Linked DNA regions of Triticum aestivum: region 2 is linked to region 1. The links are chromatin contacts, called in public Hi-C maps. All regions are on one chromosome and are shown on one strand. Each heading gives the region's core, a stretch centred on a gene start, on an enhancer-like site or on the middle of the called end of the contact. The rest is flanking DNA. Distances are from core to core; before and after follow the strand shown. Region 1 holds the start of LOC123099921. Region 2 holds the start of LOC123097512 (dormancy-associated protein homolog 3).

Region 1 (4,700 bases), core at 1,100-3,599:
GTACATTTCTGGGAAGATTTTATATTTTAAGAACTACCTGCCTCAGCTGCCTGGGTCGGCCCATTTCGGCGATGCGTGACGCGAGCGAGCGTGACAGCTCGCGTGAGGCTATACATAGTCGCGCCCATGGTTGGAACGGACACAGTGGCTTTTGCTTATGCAGTGATGATCACGCGAACGACGCGCTGAAATCGCGACGAAACCTAGCTTCATTGACGTGTACCAAAATAGTGCTGATGACTTCCCATCGGGCATCGGGGGTCCAGATCGACACACAAGCCACGTGCCATAAACAGCGCTGCGGATCTGGTGTTCCAAAACGCCACGGAATAAAAACCTGCACTGGAGAGGATCGTCTCGACCGCGAAGACGCCTCGTGATGCTTCTTGACGCGTTTCGAGTAAGATGGCTCAATTGATCCTCCTTGCATGTTACGCGTTCAAGACGCATGGCAGAAGGCAGGACAAGGTTGGCTGCAACGTGGAACATTCAGACCGAAGAAACTACGGACATGTGACATGTCGGCTCCGGGGTGAACGAACCTACCAACCTGAGGAGTAGTACACGAGGATGAGGTCTCCCTATCACAAACTCGCTACACCCGCCGAACGACGAGTAACTGAGTAGTACACTCTACACCGTGTTTTTTTTCTTAGGGAAAAGTATATAGTTGAAACGTTGATCTCAAAGCATCCACAACCGGACGGCCCAAACTCATCTCATACCCCAAACGGACGGCCCGGTCACTGGCCGGTTAAAAAAATGCTATCTAGACACCTCAAATATGAGGCGGAAACGGGTGTGCCTAGGCGTCCGCCAAGTCGTCCCCGGCCCGCAATGGCCCATCCTATAGTCCTTCTCATCCACTCCCGAACCAAACCTAGCCACTTCACTTCACTCCCCTCGCCACCCAAGCTTATCCGTTTTATATTTGGGCTGGATAAGAAGGGTTCCGGTGAGTCGCCCTCTGGGTCAGGGTTTTTTCAGGTCAATGAATGGACTGTTCGTCCGGGTGATTGCAGGAAATAAAAGACACTTGTCAAGCCCCGGTGCAATACACAGAATACAGAGAAAGCGCGTTCCTTATTTTTTGAGATAAAAAGCGCGTTTCTACATGTAAAGAGGAACCAAGCGAAGCAAGCAAAGTTACGCCTACGTTCGTGCTGTGCGTAGGATGAATGTATCGTCACTTGTTAGTACACGGATTTGGCGGCTAAATATCTCCGTCAAGCTGCCTTGAAATTAGCCTTTTCTCTTTCCTTTCTTTTGGAGATTCAATTCAAAGTTATGTTTTCGGCTACTATCAGCAGAACACCATGACCCTCAAAAAGAAAAAAGCAGAACACCATGCATGAGCTTTTTGGAGTGGTAGTACACTAGACGGTACGAGGCAGTTGCGGCGTGTCACTATCGATTCAAAAGGCACCGACCAAATCAAATTTGGTTCCAACTTTTCGTTTGTGCATGATAGTTCCGAGCGATACGTAAGGCTTGGAACGTTTTGATCTCAGGCTGTCACTTTTATATTTACTCAATGTTACTGAGGCCTGGTTCTAGCGGAGTAACAAAAGAGGGTGAGGACACCACCGACGAGACGAGGCGACGAGGAGGAGAGGCGGAAGAGAACAAGCACATGGACCCATGCAGCACAGAACCTTCAGCCTTAACGCAGAGCAAACCAACACGGCGAGTAGCTAACAGTTAATTTACACCGCTCTTTTACACCCAGGCCCAGCCATGAAACGGAAACTAGCAAAACAACCCCGAGATCAGACGGAAACTACCTACTGGCAGTCGCCTACTCGTCGTCGTCTCCGCCGCCGCCGAAGAGCGCGGAGCGGTAGTAGAGGAGGGCGAGGATGAGGAGCAGCATGAGCGCCACGCCGATGGGGGAGCCCCCGACGCGGTGCACGGCGTCGGGCGAGCCGCCGAAGGCGAACACGTCGGCGAGCGCCGCGGCGCCGCGGTCGGAGGAGAGGAGGCGGATGAGGAGGAGCAGGCCCACGGGGAGGAGGAGCAGGCCCACGGGGCTGAGCAGCTCGGCGATGGCGTCGGTGACCGCCTCGCCGCCGTCGCCCAGGAAGAGCGGGCCCGCCACCACCAGCCCCACCACCACCGCCAGCAGCAGCCCGTGCGGCGCCCCGCGCGGGCCCCCGTAGTACTGCTCCTCCGCCATTGACATCGCCTTGCTCTCTCGCCCTCTTACCTGTACCTGTACCTGGGGCGATAATTGTGCGAGGCTGTGGTGACGGGTGTGGGTAGAGTCCAGTGAGTACGGGAGCCTTTAGAGAGCGAGGGCCAGGGGTGGGAGTGTGAAATGATGAACTAGCAGCGCTAGCGGAGATAGGCATGTGACGGGGAGGGGTGCTCACATGAAGGAAAGCGGTGGGGTGGACGCAAGGCCACTGAATGTGGGCTCCACGGGGGGGTGGGCTTTATTAGGGTGGAGCCGCCCACAGTGGCACGACCTGCGTGCTCAGGGCTGGTGGGGTCGGCAGGATCAGGACAGCGTTTTTTTTTTGATCATCGGATCAGGACAGCGTTCTTAGTAAAAGGGAGAGGTGATATGCGTTTGGTTTGATCACGGGATAGTCGTGGTGATTATGTTCTCGGAGTAACGCAGAAGATGCATGTAGATGTACGAGTAGTATGAAACAGCAATGACGCGTGGGCCGGGGACCATCAGGAGACCAACATCTTATTACCATGAATGACGCATCGGCCTCCCTTTCTACGCGTTTAGAAAGCAGGTACAATAGCTGTTTGTAAACATGAGCATTGAGCTCCATGCTCACTGATTTGAGTGGTTTGTGTTATTTTTTGGATTGTTCAGGAACCGGCTGGAGTACCGCAATCTCATTTGTACGCACTTAAGACGAAAGTTCCACTGCATTTTAATTATCGGCGCCTGCATCTCAGGATCTCGAGGAACCTACTCATTGCCTCCACAAGCAAGTGGGCCGGGACTACCACTTCTCGCCTGACAGACAGAGCCGACACAATAACATGGTACAACGATCGGCGACGCAGTTCAGATCTACTCCCACCGTTCCTAAATACTTGTTTTTCTAGGCATTTCAAATGAATATCACATACGGATGTATGTAGACATATTTTAGAGTGTAGATTCACTCATTTTACTTCGTATGTAGTCACTTATTGAAATGCCTAGAAAGATAAGTATTTAGGAACGGAGGGAGTAAATCGCGCGAGAAAAGTTATTATGTGTGTTTCACTGCCCCCGCTTGCGGCAAGATCTCGGATTCTCCTCTCGGCCTAAATCATGCACGTGCCGACTGGTAATCGGGGATCGGCATCGATTGGAGCAACGGGTTATTCCTTTTGCCGCAGGGTAAAGTATGCTTAAAACTGCGGCCTAGCGACTATGGGAAAGATTACACTGACAAGCTCAAGTGTGCCCACCGGCATGTGGATTTTTGGCCAACGTTGCTTGCTGCTTTCAAATGTACAGGATATACACCACGGCAAATTTTGACATCGAAGACCATGGTGAAAAGATAGCTGAACCCAGAGAGCAAGGCAGAACGAGAAAATTCGTCCCAGCGAGAAAGGATTTCAGTGTCACCGGCACAGCAATTTCTGAATTTCTGCTTCATCTGCTGCACAAGAACAAACCTGAAACCGGATCGCTGCTTGCCTCATGGTTGGGAATCACGTCAAATTCCCAGGTCCTAGGAAGCCTTTACAGCAATTCTTCCAAAAGTGAAATATCTGGGTCACGTTCCATGAAAATAATTCACAATCCAGCATCCAACTTCAAACGCAGCAGCTAGTGCTTATATGCACCCTCCTAAGGCAAAACTGAGGTAAATACAGAATATGTATCATGTTACAGGGCTAAAAAACAATCAGATTCGGCCAAAATAAGGATTATCACTGCAAGAGCTTTATCCCTCTCTTTTTCAAGAGCGACTTCTGTACTATGCTTTCTCAAGGATCAACTAAACTCATATAATGTTGTCGCAAAACACCAGTTGCTTCACATTTTTAGCAATCATAGGCTGCTGCTCAGCACCTCTCAAGTTCATCTAGGCTACTCTTCGTCACCCGAGTCGTCCTCCTCCGTCCCATCCTCCAGCTCCATCATATCCTCAGCATCTTCTATCTCTTCTTCCTCTTGTCCCTCCTTCACATCTTTTCCAACTGTATAACATTGCATTGAAGTTCAGGACAAAAAAGTGACATGTGATTTGCATTTCAAAAAAACCACCACGTCAGCAAATGAAACTTACCAGATTGTGGGTACAAGATGTCGCCCGAGCATAGCCCAGATTCAACCTTAACTAAGCGCATGGTCATTCTTGGTCCGATCTCTTGGAGTCTGACGGCACTTTTTCGGGATGCTCTGTTCAATTTGTCTATATCACTTGCTAGACTTACAGTCGCTGCTTCATCGTCTGGTTCACTTTCTGATCCATATCCAGCTCTTGCAATGGACAAGCAAACAAAGGGGGCTCATTATAGACAGAATTTGAGAAACAGTAGCTTTGGTTGTATTGCAAATGGACAAGCAAACAAAGGGGGCTCATTATAGACAGAATTTGAGGAACAGTAGGTTTTGGTGTATTAAGTCACAAATCAGGACATGGCATTTAAATTGTCACTATTATTATTATATAATACCAATGTAACAAACATTGAGCGAACTGGTCAGAAAGCAGTGAACAACCGACTACAAT
Region 2 (4,700 bases), core at 1,382-3,881, 140 kb after region 1:
ATCGAGGAGAACATTGTATTGAAGATCAGAGAGAGAAAATAAGCCATCCAACTACTAGCTATGGACCCATAGGTCTGTGGTAAACTACTCATGCTTCATCTGAAGGGCAACAAGGTTGATGTAGAGGCCCTCCGTGATCGAATCCCCCTCCGGCAGAGTGCCGAAAAAGGCCCCAAGATGGGATCTCACTGGAACAGAAGCTTGCGGCGGTGGAAAAGTATTTTGGTGGACGCTTTTGATGTTTGGGGAATATTTGAGAATATATAGAGGTGGTTTTAGGGTTCGAGGACTCCCGAGGGGCCCACAAGCCCCCTCAGGGGGCGCCCTAGAGGCTTGTGGCCTCCTCGGGACTCTTCTGGCCCTATCTCCAAGTCACGTAGGTGTCTTCCGGTCCAAGAAAAATGATCGTAAAGTTTTATTCCGTTTGGACTCCGTTTGATATTTCTTTTCTGTAAAAGTCAAAAACAAGGAAAAAATAGAAACTGACACTGGGCTCTAGGTTAATAGGTTAGTCCCCAAAATAATATAAAATAGCATATTAATGCATATAAAACATCCAAAACAGATAATATAATAGCATGGAACAATTAAAAATTATAGATACGTTAGAGACGTATCACTTAGGTAGGACTACGGCGTGTCGATCAGCCGAGGCCGGGCATTACCAGGAAAAGTATGTCCGACCGGAGTTAATCGAGTTTGTTGGGTAAGTTGGTGCACCCCTGCAGGGAAGTAATCTATTCGAATAGCCGTGTCCACGGTAACGAATGCTCGGAGTTGTATCCCAACTAGAACTGGATACTTATTACACTAAACTGATATGATGGCTCCAGGATCTCTTCCTCGTGGGGGAGACGAGGAAGGATCTTTGGGTATTGCTATTATATACTTGATACTATATAATATGTTACTCTACTCTCTTCTATTGCTGCAAGACGCTGCAAGAGGCTAGTCTTCGTTAGGCTAGGTCTTCCCTTCTATTCTGGCATTTCTGCAGCATAGTCCTCAGACAAACCCTTCCCTTGATACTGTTGCATACTTAGCATAGATCTGATGTAAGTCTTGCGAGTACTTTGGATGAGTACTCATGGTTGCTTTGCTACCTTTTCCCCTCTACCCAGTTGTTGCGATCAGATGACGGAGCCCTAGAGCCAGTTGATCCCGCCGATGGCTACTACTACCCCGATGGAGCCTACTGCTACAAGGAGACCGGCGACCAGGAGTAGTTAGGAGGCCCCAGGCATGAGGCTTGCGCCTTTTCCATCTAGATATCGTGTTTGCTAGCCTTCTTAAGGCAAACTTGTCTATTTATGTATGTACTTAGATATTGTTGCTTTCGCTAACTTATGTATTTGGGTCCTTGTGGCCCTGACTTGTAATTTAAAGCTTTATGTTTGAATTTGGTCTAGAGTTGTGTTGTGATACCTTCCCGTAAGTCTCTGGGTTGATCGTGCATGTTTGTGTGTATGATCAGTGCATAGTCGAGTCGAGGGCGTCAGCGCGGCCTGGCACTGTACCAACTGCCCCGTGGCATGACGGGCGACGTGCCATAGCGACATCCTACCGGCGGGTCTCGCAGCCGGCGGGCTCCGTGAGAAGACAAAGACAATGATAGCAAGGCCCGCCCCAACTTAGATTTACCATTGTACCTGGGAGGCTGGCCTATAAGACCTCCGAGGAGCCCCCAACCAGGGGGTCGGCTCATTCATCACCCACCCCCTCCACACACACATGCAGGGAGAAGTGGAGAGCTAGCTCCGTCTTCCTCCTCCACCCAAACAGCTTCAGGAGCACCATTGTAGCCCACTTGTGATCATCATAGTAGATCCGGCAGGACTAGGGGTGTCACCTCCCTCGGAGAGCCCGAAACCTGGGTATCGTGTGTCTCGCACCGTTTGTCTCCAATCTCGCCTTCGGAACCCACCGGCGTCCTTCAGCCCCAACCACGTTTGATAAGCCTACCCATAGCATCTGCCGTGTGCACCCCACGACATTGCTATTAACCTGACAAAACAAATGTTTAGAGGACCAATAATCATTGAATCTGACTGCTCTGCTGCAGTCACAACTATCAATTCTTCGGCCATCAACAAACGGGTGGGCCGTCTATGAAGATGCTAAGCGAGCGATCACATAATTCAGGTATTGCCTTGTTGTGAAGATAAGTAGAGAGAGTAACCGGGTAGCCCATGAGCTAGCTGCACATTCCAGGGTTCATGGTGATTTTTTCTTCATGCAAGTGTGCCGTCTCATATCATACTCATGTGTGTGCATGATTGTAACCTTGATATTTCTGTTTAATATAAGCTCTCTTCTACGCCTCAAAAATAAATAAATAAATCATAGGTCGCCTCGTCCATTACCCACACAGTACAGTGTATCCGTCCCTAATATGGTTGTCTCTACACCCGGGGTAGTACTAGTCACGTGACGCCCGGTATGGCGGGCTCCCACCTGGCGCGTCGTGAGAGGCCAGCACGAGGGCCATCCCACGAGCACAACCCATCGATCTTATCCGCAGCGGGGCCCACCTGCGCCCCCGCCAACGCCTTGCAACCCCGCAAGGAGACATTTCAGTCTGGGCCCACCTGCATTCCCACAGCGCTCCGTAGACCAGGTTCACGGGGCACAGTCTCCGGAGGGAAAGGCCAAGCCGCTCTATAAATAAGCTCCTGCTCGTCTCACTTGCACTCTTCCCCTTCTCTCAGATCCGGAAACTTGGGGAGACTGGTAGTTGGCTGTTGGGATCGGTCCATCCATCTCAGTGGCAGTCTGGTAATGGGCCTCCTCGACAAGCTGTGGGACGACACCGTCGCGGGGCCCCAACCGGACACCGGTCTCGGCCGCCTCCGCAAACTCGCCGCCCGCCCCGCCGCCGTCAAGATCAACGGTGACCGCCGCCCGCTAAAAATCGACATATTGTTAACCCTCGCCAGATCTTTGTACCATCAATCTGACCAGCTGTTGTGTTGTTGTTTTTTGTCGCGTTGGGTCGTTCAGATGTGGCTCCTGGCGCCGCGACGGTGATCCCACCTACCACGACGGCCGGCGGCGAGGATGCGCCGATGAAAGTCACGCGCAGCATCATGATTAAGCGGCCGGCGGGGTACCCCTCGTCGCCGAGGAGCGCGGCCAGCACGCCGCCAGCCTCGCCGCTAGGAACCACGCCGCCCATCTCCCCGTTCGCCGGCGGCGGTGAGTTCCCGTGCCCCTCATCCAACTTCTCACATTATTATTATTTTTACGGTAGGGGCAGTTCGGCCATTTCGTAGCCGCGTCCATGTGTGCGACGGGGAATGCCCGGGATGGGTAGCTTTCGTCTATGTGGCTTTTGTCCTGGAGTTCGGAAGGGTCTAGACGGGGCTAGGGACATTTTGGACATTTCTGCCCGGGCAAGTGCTTTAGCTCTCAGGTCTCTTTCGTGGGATCATGACTGGATATCATCGTGTTCGATAAGTTACCATTTATGTGGTGCCTTTGTAATGCAGCAGCAACCGGATAAGTGTAACTATCAGGCTATAAGGTTTGCCTTCCAAGAGAAAATAGCGACGCCCTTCTGTTTTCTGTTCGTACAAGAACAAAAAATGGATACGTTTGATCTGTACCAGTATGGAGCTGCTTTATCTAGCACTCCTCCTTGTGTGCGTGAAGTTGTCAATGGGGTGTTGGCCTAATTGAAGCCAGCTCTCCCGACCCCACTTGACGTTGGATGGCGAAGCCAGCAATGGACCGTTCGTCAAACCAAGAGCATAGATCCAGTAATACTATTTCTAATTGGCCACCAAGTCTCCAGAGTGTACACAAGAGTTCATACTCCCTCCGTTCCAAAATATATATAGTACTAACTTTTAGAATAGATGACTCAACTTTGTACTAACTTTAGTGAAGTTAGTACAAAGTTGAGTCATCTATTTTAGAACAGAGGGAGTACTTTTGAAGGAACATACTCCCTCCGGAACTTGTACGTTTGTCCTAAGACAAATTTCTTTAAGTTTGACCAATTTTGTTGAAAAATATACCAAAATCTACAATACCAAATTAGCTTCATTAGATTAGTATAATGACATATATTTTCATACTATATATATTGGAGAGTGTAAATATAAAGACACTTTTCTGTAAAGTTGTTTAAACTTAGAGAAGTTTGACTTAGGATGAACCTATAACTTAAAGTATTTTGGAGCGAAGCAGTATTGAAAATCTGATATGCATATCGTGAATTTGTGCGCCGTGGGTGCAGTTAATTGACTTATGCATATGCTTTGGTTATACCTTCGCTCATGAGGAACCTCTTTTTGTATGTATTTCTGTATGGAAATAGATACTTTGATGTGGGACAGGTTCTAGTATATTATTTTGCAGTTCTTTGCTTGATGCTGAATCAGTTGATCTATCTTGGGTAAAATATTACGAGTTAGACAGTGATGGGGTTGTAGATGATTTCAAGAAACAGGGATACTTGTACAATTAATCATCGTTCCGTTTTCCAAGTCCACAACTTCGTTTGATTTGTCAGATTCCTGTTGGAAGATTTACTTATTATCCCTTGTTGATGCTGTCTTTGTCTACTCTCTTGTATCAGTGACCAATTATCGATGAGTTTGTAAGAATCACATGGTAGTGTGTAGGAAAACATGGATACCTGGCTAGTAGTACATGGACGATTCCCCTCACTATATGAAATGCATGCGGCATGGAAT

What was found. A called contact is a pair of places that touch in the nucleus more often than the background predicts.
Region 2: a Hi-C map of leaf shows a contact between it and region 1, with 4 times the contacts expected there. The contact joins the promoter of LOC123097512 here to the promoter of LOC123099921 in region 1. A contact is called at or near these places in 3 of 5 Hi-C or Micro-C datasets (leaf and an unstated tissue).

Annotation. Positions count from the first base shown.
Region 1 is chr4D:294,185,051-294,189,750 of IWGSC CS RefSeq v2.1, forward strand. LOC123099921 reads right to left here and starts at 2,350. Exons shown (of 1, transcript XM_044521939.1): 1 at 1,400-2,350. The coding sequence starts at 2,182. The coding sequence ends at 1,799. LOC123097511 (peter Pan-like protein) reads right to left here. Exons shown (of 6, transcript XM_044519279.1): 5 at 4,254-4,447; 6 at 3,777-4,164. The coding sequence ends at 4,055.
Region 2 is chr4D:294,325,440-294,330,139 of IWGSC CS RefSeq v2.1, forward strand. LOC123097512 (dormancy-associated protein homolog 3) reads left to right here and starts at 2,632. Exons shown (of 3, transcript XM_044519280.1): 1 at 2,632-2,890; 2 at 3,001-3,195. The coding sequence starts at 2,779.